Regions from separate parts of the Gossypium hirsutum genome. Here region 1 is linked to region 2. A link is a contact called in public Hi-C data. All regions are on one chromosome and are shown on one strand. The core of a region is the stretch at or near the end of the contact, and the rest is flanking DNA. Distances in the headings are between cores, read along the strand shown. Region 1 holds the start of LOC107897032. Region 2 holds the start of LOC107897752 (glutathione reductase, chloroplastic).

Region 1 (3,361 bases), core at 783-3,282, 440 kb after region 2:
TAGAAACAAAATGCTAGTAGTTAGCAAAAACAAGTTTGTATGTTATGTACCTTAATACCATCAAAAGAACCCATTATTATCTCTGCAGGTCTACGCAAAGTCTTTGACAAATGTCCATGCTTCTCCATTGCTTTCCTTATATTGCGGTACAGAGCAAGCAGTTTTGAAACAAATTCCTTGTGTGCTTTCTGCAAAGAATTGAAACCTAAAGATCTCAGTGAGGTAATGAGAACTCACTAGAAAATACTATCCCAGCATCAGTTTAAAAAAAAAAAAATCATGAAACAGCAGATGAAAGGATGGTTCCCGAACAAGACCTCTGGCATACGAAGAGTCACATTGTCAACATCTGCCACAGGAATAGTCATTACTCCATGAAAAGGTTTTGCAGCATCAGCAACATATGATCCACCCAACCAGGATGCCTAAACATATATATATAAACCACTATGACATGTGTGACCAAAATAAAAACCCGAGAAGAGAAACAAATAGGGTATCAAATAGTAAACTAACAAAGTCAATAATATCTTCTTCAGTGTAATCTCCAAGAGGCTCATCCAAAGAAACCACAGACACTTCCTCTTCATCTGCAAGAAAATTAATATAATGAACAGATCCCAATGAATTAATGAATAGAAGCATTTAGGAAATATATTCAAAAAAACATGAAAAGTTATGACTAAAGTGTGCTAGTTTTACATTGTGACAAATGATCAGATACCTAGAAGCTGAATGTCTGCTTTACTTGAGCCAAGATCTACACTACTCTTCAAGGCTCTTCCGAAGATAGCATTCTTGGGGTCAACAACAAGAGGATCTGAAGACAGAAGAACATTTATTTAAATAAAATGCAGAGGAGAGAGTAGGAGAAAAAGAAAACACAGAAAATGCACTTCAAGTTAAAGTGAAGATACCATCGATTCCACTGACTTCAAGCATAAAAACAGCTCGAGGTCTATTAAATGGATTAGGAATGAGAACCTCATTTAGCTGCAAAAAAAGTATGTCTTTCAAGCTTTTGAAAAAACAAAGAATTAAAAAAGCTAATTACTCAGGATTAATAACTAAAGAACGACCTTAGATGAACCAGCAGCTGAAAGGGTAGTGGGTGGTGCAAAACCAAGCAAGACTGATACAGTAGCACCAACTTCAGTTAACAGCATCGACTCTGACTATTTAAGTGGAAAAAGAATGGAAGTGAGAAGCAAGATCAGAATTAGGTTAAAAATTAGAGACATGACGAACAAAGGATAATCAAATACGCGTGACAAAAAGAAAAATAAAAGGGTTTAGAAGAAAATACTACCCCCACTATTTCCAAGATCCATCTAAGAAGACAATATATACACTTTTTATCATATATAACTTACAGTAAAAAGATAGTGACAAGAAGTTATCAGTACAATCTTCAAAATTAATATGAAGAAGAAAAATAAAAAGGGTGATATACAAAGTAAAGCATATGCATAAGCTAAATTACTGAATTTAAATCCTAATAAGATTCAAGATATTAGTTTCCAAATTTACATATTCTGGCCAAATAGAAAACCATCCACAATCTCTTGATGCTTAAAATCCATCATAAAATATAAATTAAAAGAAATTAATTTCAAATTAAGGAAATGAATAGTTAAACCTGAGCAACATCGTTGGAGGACTGAGAGCGAAGAAATTGATTATTTGTACTATCAATGAAGAAAACGGATCCAGTAGATTCAGCCTGTGATGAAATCAGAAAAATAAAAAAATAAAATCGAATCAATTAAATTAAATTAAATTAAATTAATTACAAACAGATCCAATTATATTAAAACAGATTGAGAGAGGAGAAGAAGAAAGAGAGCAAACCCTAGGAAATGCGAAGAAGAGAAAGGAAATTAAGAAAACGGAGAAAATCTTCATTGCAAGAGAAGGGATAATTGTGAGAAAAGAGAAGAGTACGATGTGTGTGGTGGTTTCGCGATCACGGGACTGGAGATGGAAGAGGACGAAAGAACCAAGGAAGAGGACGAGCTTTAGTTTTTATCTACAAAACCGACGTCGTGGTGCTTCATATTCAAACCGACGTCGTTTGTTGAGGTACTGATTGGGTTGAGTTCTTGGGCCAGTATTGGAAAATAAAGTTTGTGATGATATTAAAAGTCCAAAAACATGTTACATGCTTCATCTATAATTTATAATCTATACTGAAAAATCAATATATAATACGGAGGGATTATACTGTTGCTTATCTTTTTATACAATTAATATATTTTAATAATCTAAAATTTTAAATTTATCGATATAATTATATAAGTGAATATTTGGTACACTAGCAATGTACTTTTTTATTCTATAAGTAACTTTAAAAAATTAAAATAATTTACTATACTCTTATATGACACTTGTCAATCTCCTGACCCTACTTGTGGATTCTAAAACCCCCACTAACAGTGCACCAAATAATTTCCCTAATTATATTTGCCATGCAAGTAAATTTTCAAATCAATCTGATATCTTCTATTATAAAAGTATAAAATAATATATATATTAATATTTATTGAACTATTAAAATTTATTTACATAAAAAGTAGTTAAAATTTTTTAATTTACATCAAATTTGACATGCATTATCTATATGAATGAATATAAAATATGATGGTTTGATTATTAAAATTTAATAATACAAAGAGATACGAAAGTATAATTTTATATCGGTGTAAATGAATTCCCCATATATAATATATAAAAGCACAGTTTAGTGAAACATATTTTCAATTAGAGGTGTTCATGGGCCGGGTCGGGCCGGGTTCGGGTCAGGCTCAACTAAAAAATCATGCCAATTTATTGGGCTCGGGCCGGGCTGGGCCCAAAAAATGGGCCTAAAATTTTACCCAAGCTCAACCCGGATAAAAATACTAAAACCCGAGCCCGGCCCGGCTCGCCCTTATTAATTTTTTATATTATATTATTATTTTTAAATATATATAGTACATCAAAAATACTAAAAATATCAAAATAAATATTTCCCAACAAATTGAAAATAAATTTTGAAAAATATGTAAACTTAAATAACACTAAGATAAATGCAACTTAACAAGCAATTGCTTCTAAAATAATAAAAAAATTAACAAATGCCTTTAAAATAATAAGAAAATTAACAATAAATTAAATTTTATACAATATCCAAACAATAACAACAAAATAATAGCAACATAATAGTAAAATGGTAGCAAAATATGGAGAAAACAACAAGAAAATAACACTCAAAAATAAAAAATAAAAATATTTAGATTTTTTTGTCCTTTAGTGAATTCGGGCCGGGCCCGGGCTAAAAATATCTTACCCGAGGCCCGGCCTATTTTTTAAACGGGCCTTT
Region 2 (3,204 bases), core at 663-3,162:
CGGCCTGTTTAGATCTTTTGATTAAAAAAAGGTAAATTACACCAACAGTCACTTAATTTTGGGTAGCTGATAAAACAGTTACCTTAATTTCATTTCAGTCACTTAACTTTAAAAAAGTGACAAAACAGTCATTTCCGTCACAGACGTCACAGTAAAGTGACATAACAGATGACGGTCTCTAGGTGGCCGGTTACCACCAATTTAACAGCCCTATCAGCACTAATTTAGGGTTTAAAAAGAGAAGAAGAAGAAGAAGAGAAAAAATAGAGATGTGTCCAGTTTTCAAATCAACGGCAACCGTCGCTGTCGCCAATAGCTTCCCCTACATGAGTCTTGAAACTGATATCCGCCTAATCCGACCCTCTCCTCGCTAAAGAAATCTTCGATGTTGTCACCACCCAACCCGGTTTTTGTCATTCTTACTCTTCCTTCCTCATCCTCATTCTCAAATTCGGTGGTTCCAAGCACTTTTATCTTGTCAACAACCTTCTCATTCGTCTCAAATCCGATCAAAATCTATGTCGACTCTCTTTTCTTACCTCATCAAAATCTATGCTGAAGCTGATTTATCCCAGAAAGCTCTCAATGTGTTCTACAAAATGCTTGAATTCAATGTTAAGCCTTTACTCAGAAACTTAAATCATATCCTTGAGCTGCTTGTTTCTCATCGTGACTTCATCATGCCTGTTTTCGACCTTTTCAAGATTGCCTATAAATATAGTGTTTTCCCCAATACCAAATCTTACAACATTTTGATGGGTGCATTTTGTTTGAATGGGGACTTAAGTATTGCATACAAACTGTTCAAAAAATTGTTTGAGAGAGGTGTTATGCCTGATGTCGAGTCTTATAGGATATTAATGCAAAGGGTATGCAAGAAGAGTCAAGTGAATAGAGCTGTAGATTTGTTAGAAGATATGTTGAATAAAAGATTTGTACCAGATTCATTGAGTTATACTACTTTGTTGAATAGTTTGTGTAGGAAGAAGAAGCTTAGAGAAGGAAGAGCTATGGATGCTATTAAGGTTTTTGCACAGCCATTACAGTGGAAGAAATCATATCAACTATTGCGAAATTTTAGATTTCAGGACAACTTTAAGCTTGGATATCAATGGTATCGCCCTTGTTTATACCACTGCAACTTTAGCTGTTGCTATGACAAGTTACCTGCCTGTCATCACTTTTTTATTGGCTGTGTTAATCGATTAAATTACACCATCAGTGGCCGATGACAAGAGACGAATTTTGGGTCAGTGGAGAATTATTAGCCGACCAAACAAGGGCGTTATTTCTAGATGTGTTGTAATACCAAATAGAGAAAGTGTAGAGATTTGTAGAAGAACTCATTGACTTAAACCAAGCAGCGAAGATTTTGTTTGAACAGATAAGATTTTTTTTTTGAGATGGAGTCCATGGGAAATCCAAGAAATTGAAAGATCGATATTGCCAGGACAACAATGGCGGAAGGTTACAGAGGAAGAGGCAAAGAAGATTTTTTTTTACAGTCTCTTCTTCTTCTTCTTCTCTATTATTAACGTTATTTTTTTTTCAATTTTTTTTTAAATTGGGTGGGTTTTACTATGTACATCCAATGTGGCAAGTTAACTTGCCACATCAGCTGGTTAAATTGTCACATCAGCTGTCCCGTTAACCCCTAATGGAAATTGTTAATCGGTGATTATTTTGTCACTTTTTTATAACGTTAGTGACTGTTTTATTATTTTTTAAAAGTTGAGTGACTGATATGAAACCTAAGTGACTATTTTGTTAATTATTCTAAAATTGAGTGACTGTTAGTGCAATTTACATATTTTACACCACACTATGATATACGAGGTAAGGCAAATGCAGTAGCCGACTGTGCTACGTGTCAACTATCTGTCATTGCAAACGTTAGTGCTTACGTATTAATAAAGGCCTGTCTTGACTATCAAAAAGAATTTTATTTTTTTTTGGAAAGGCTGCTATTCTTCACTATAGAGCCTCGCAAACGCCCAAATCAAATCCCAAATTCGTTGCTTTTCATTTATCGAGGAAAACTCACTTCAGGTATATTTCCTTTTTTTATTTCGAAATTCAACGCTTCAATCTTATTATATCTTGTGATTTTCTTGGAAGCCAAACTGAGGCTGGCGCTTATTGATTTTTGTTGTTGTTCCAGTCTTGGATTTAGAGTTTCTGTTTTTAACATAGTTAGTTGAAGCAAGCAATCATGGCAAGGAAGATGTTGGTTGATGGAGAATTAAACCAAACGAATAAAGAGGGAGCTGAATATGATTTCGACTTGTTTGTCATCGGTGCTGGAAGCGGTGGTGTTCGCGCTGCCAGGTTCTCCGCTAACTATGGAGCAAAGGTGTGTGTTCCGATTTCCATGATCTCTTCATTTAAGCTAATAAATTAAACGAAATAGAACTTTGTTAATGTTTGGTTGGAGAAACATAGATTTTCTTTTTATTTTAAATGTGATCATCGATTTTGAATGGGATGGTTTGATTGTGTTCGGTTAATGAAGGTGAAGAGTATCACTTTTAAATGAGATTATATTCCTTAATTTAGCAACGGTGAAGAGACAATTTTTTTTTTAAGTGAGATTTTGTTTCGGATTTGTGTTCTTACTGGATGCTAGCATTTGAAGAGAAACATGTAAATGAACTGCAAAAAAACAACGGCTTCAACCTGTGTTTAATTGCTTCTTGCCTAACAATTGAAATTGGGGGAGAAAAACAATTAGGGTCTCATTCGTATATGTTATTTATTTTTATGGTGGGGTAGTGGGCTGGTGGCTTAATCAGATGTTTGAATTCTCTCTGTCTCTCTCTCTCTCTCTCTTTTATATATTTATATAATTGTTTTTGCTAGCGACATAGATTGTTTAATCTAAATGGTTTTTCTGTTATAGAAAATGAGAAATAGATTTTTTTTTTTTTAGTAAAATTCAGTGCTATATTCTGCTATATTAAGATACTCTTTTGGTTAACTCGTTGATTATTGTTCTGTTCTTTTTCTTCCTTCATTTAATTTTGATCACTAAACTTTTTGCACATTTTCTGTTTCTGCTGTGATGGAGTTGTTAGTCATTTCAGCTTTTCGCTCTTCTGCAACTTTGTTGTCTTGAAATTTATTTTGACTTTTTTATTTCTACTTTCTATACTTTTCTTCTCAAATATTCATTTTTGTATTTTAAAAATTCCATTTTTATTTATC

Evidence for each region. Hi-C and Micro-C count contacts between places; a contact is called where the count stands out from the background.
Region 1: a contact with region 2 is called in a Hi-C map of leaf, with 2.5 times the contacts expected there. The contact joins the promoter of LOC107897032 here to the promoter of LOC107897752 in region 2. A contact is called at or near these places in 7 of 34 Hi-C or Micro-C datasets (callus, hypocotyl and leaf).

Annotation. Positions count from the first base shown.
Region 1 is chrA10:66,346,950-66,350,310 of Gossypium_hirsutum_v2.1, forward strand. It overlaps LOC107897032, which reads right to left and starts at 2,033. Exons shown (of 11, transcript XM_016822363.2): 1 at 1,852-2,033; 2 at 1,640-1,723; 3 at 1,080-1,175; 4 at 918-993; 5 at 725-820; 6 at 517-590; 7 at 318-425; 8 at 51-188. The coding sequence starts at 1,905.
Region 2 is chrA10:65,907,095-65,910,298 of Gossypium_hirsutum_v2.1, forward strand. LOC107897752 (glutathione reductase, chloroplastic) reads left to right here and starts at 1,913. Exons shown (of 17, transcript XM_016823325.2): 1 at 1,913-2,049; 2 at 2,162-2,353. The coding sequence starts at 2,213. LOC107897754 (pentatricopeptide repeat-containing protein At4g01400, mitochondrial) reads left to right here and starts at 519. Exons shown (of 1, transcript XM_016823326.2): 1 at 519-1,232. The coding sequence starts at 519. The coding sequence ends at 1,232.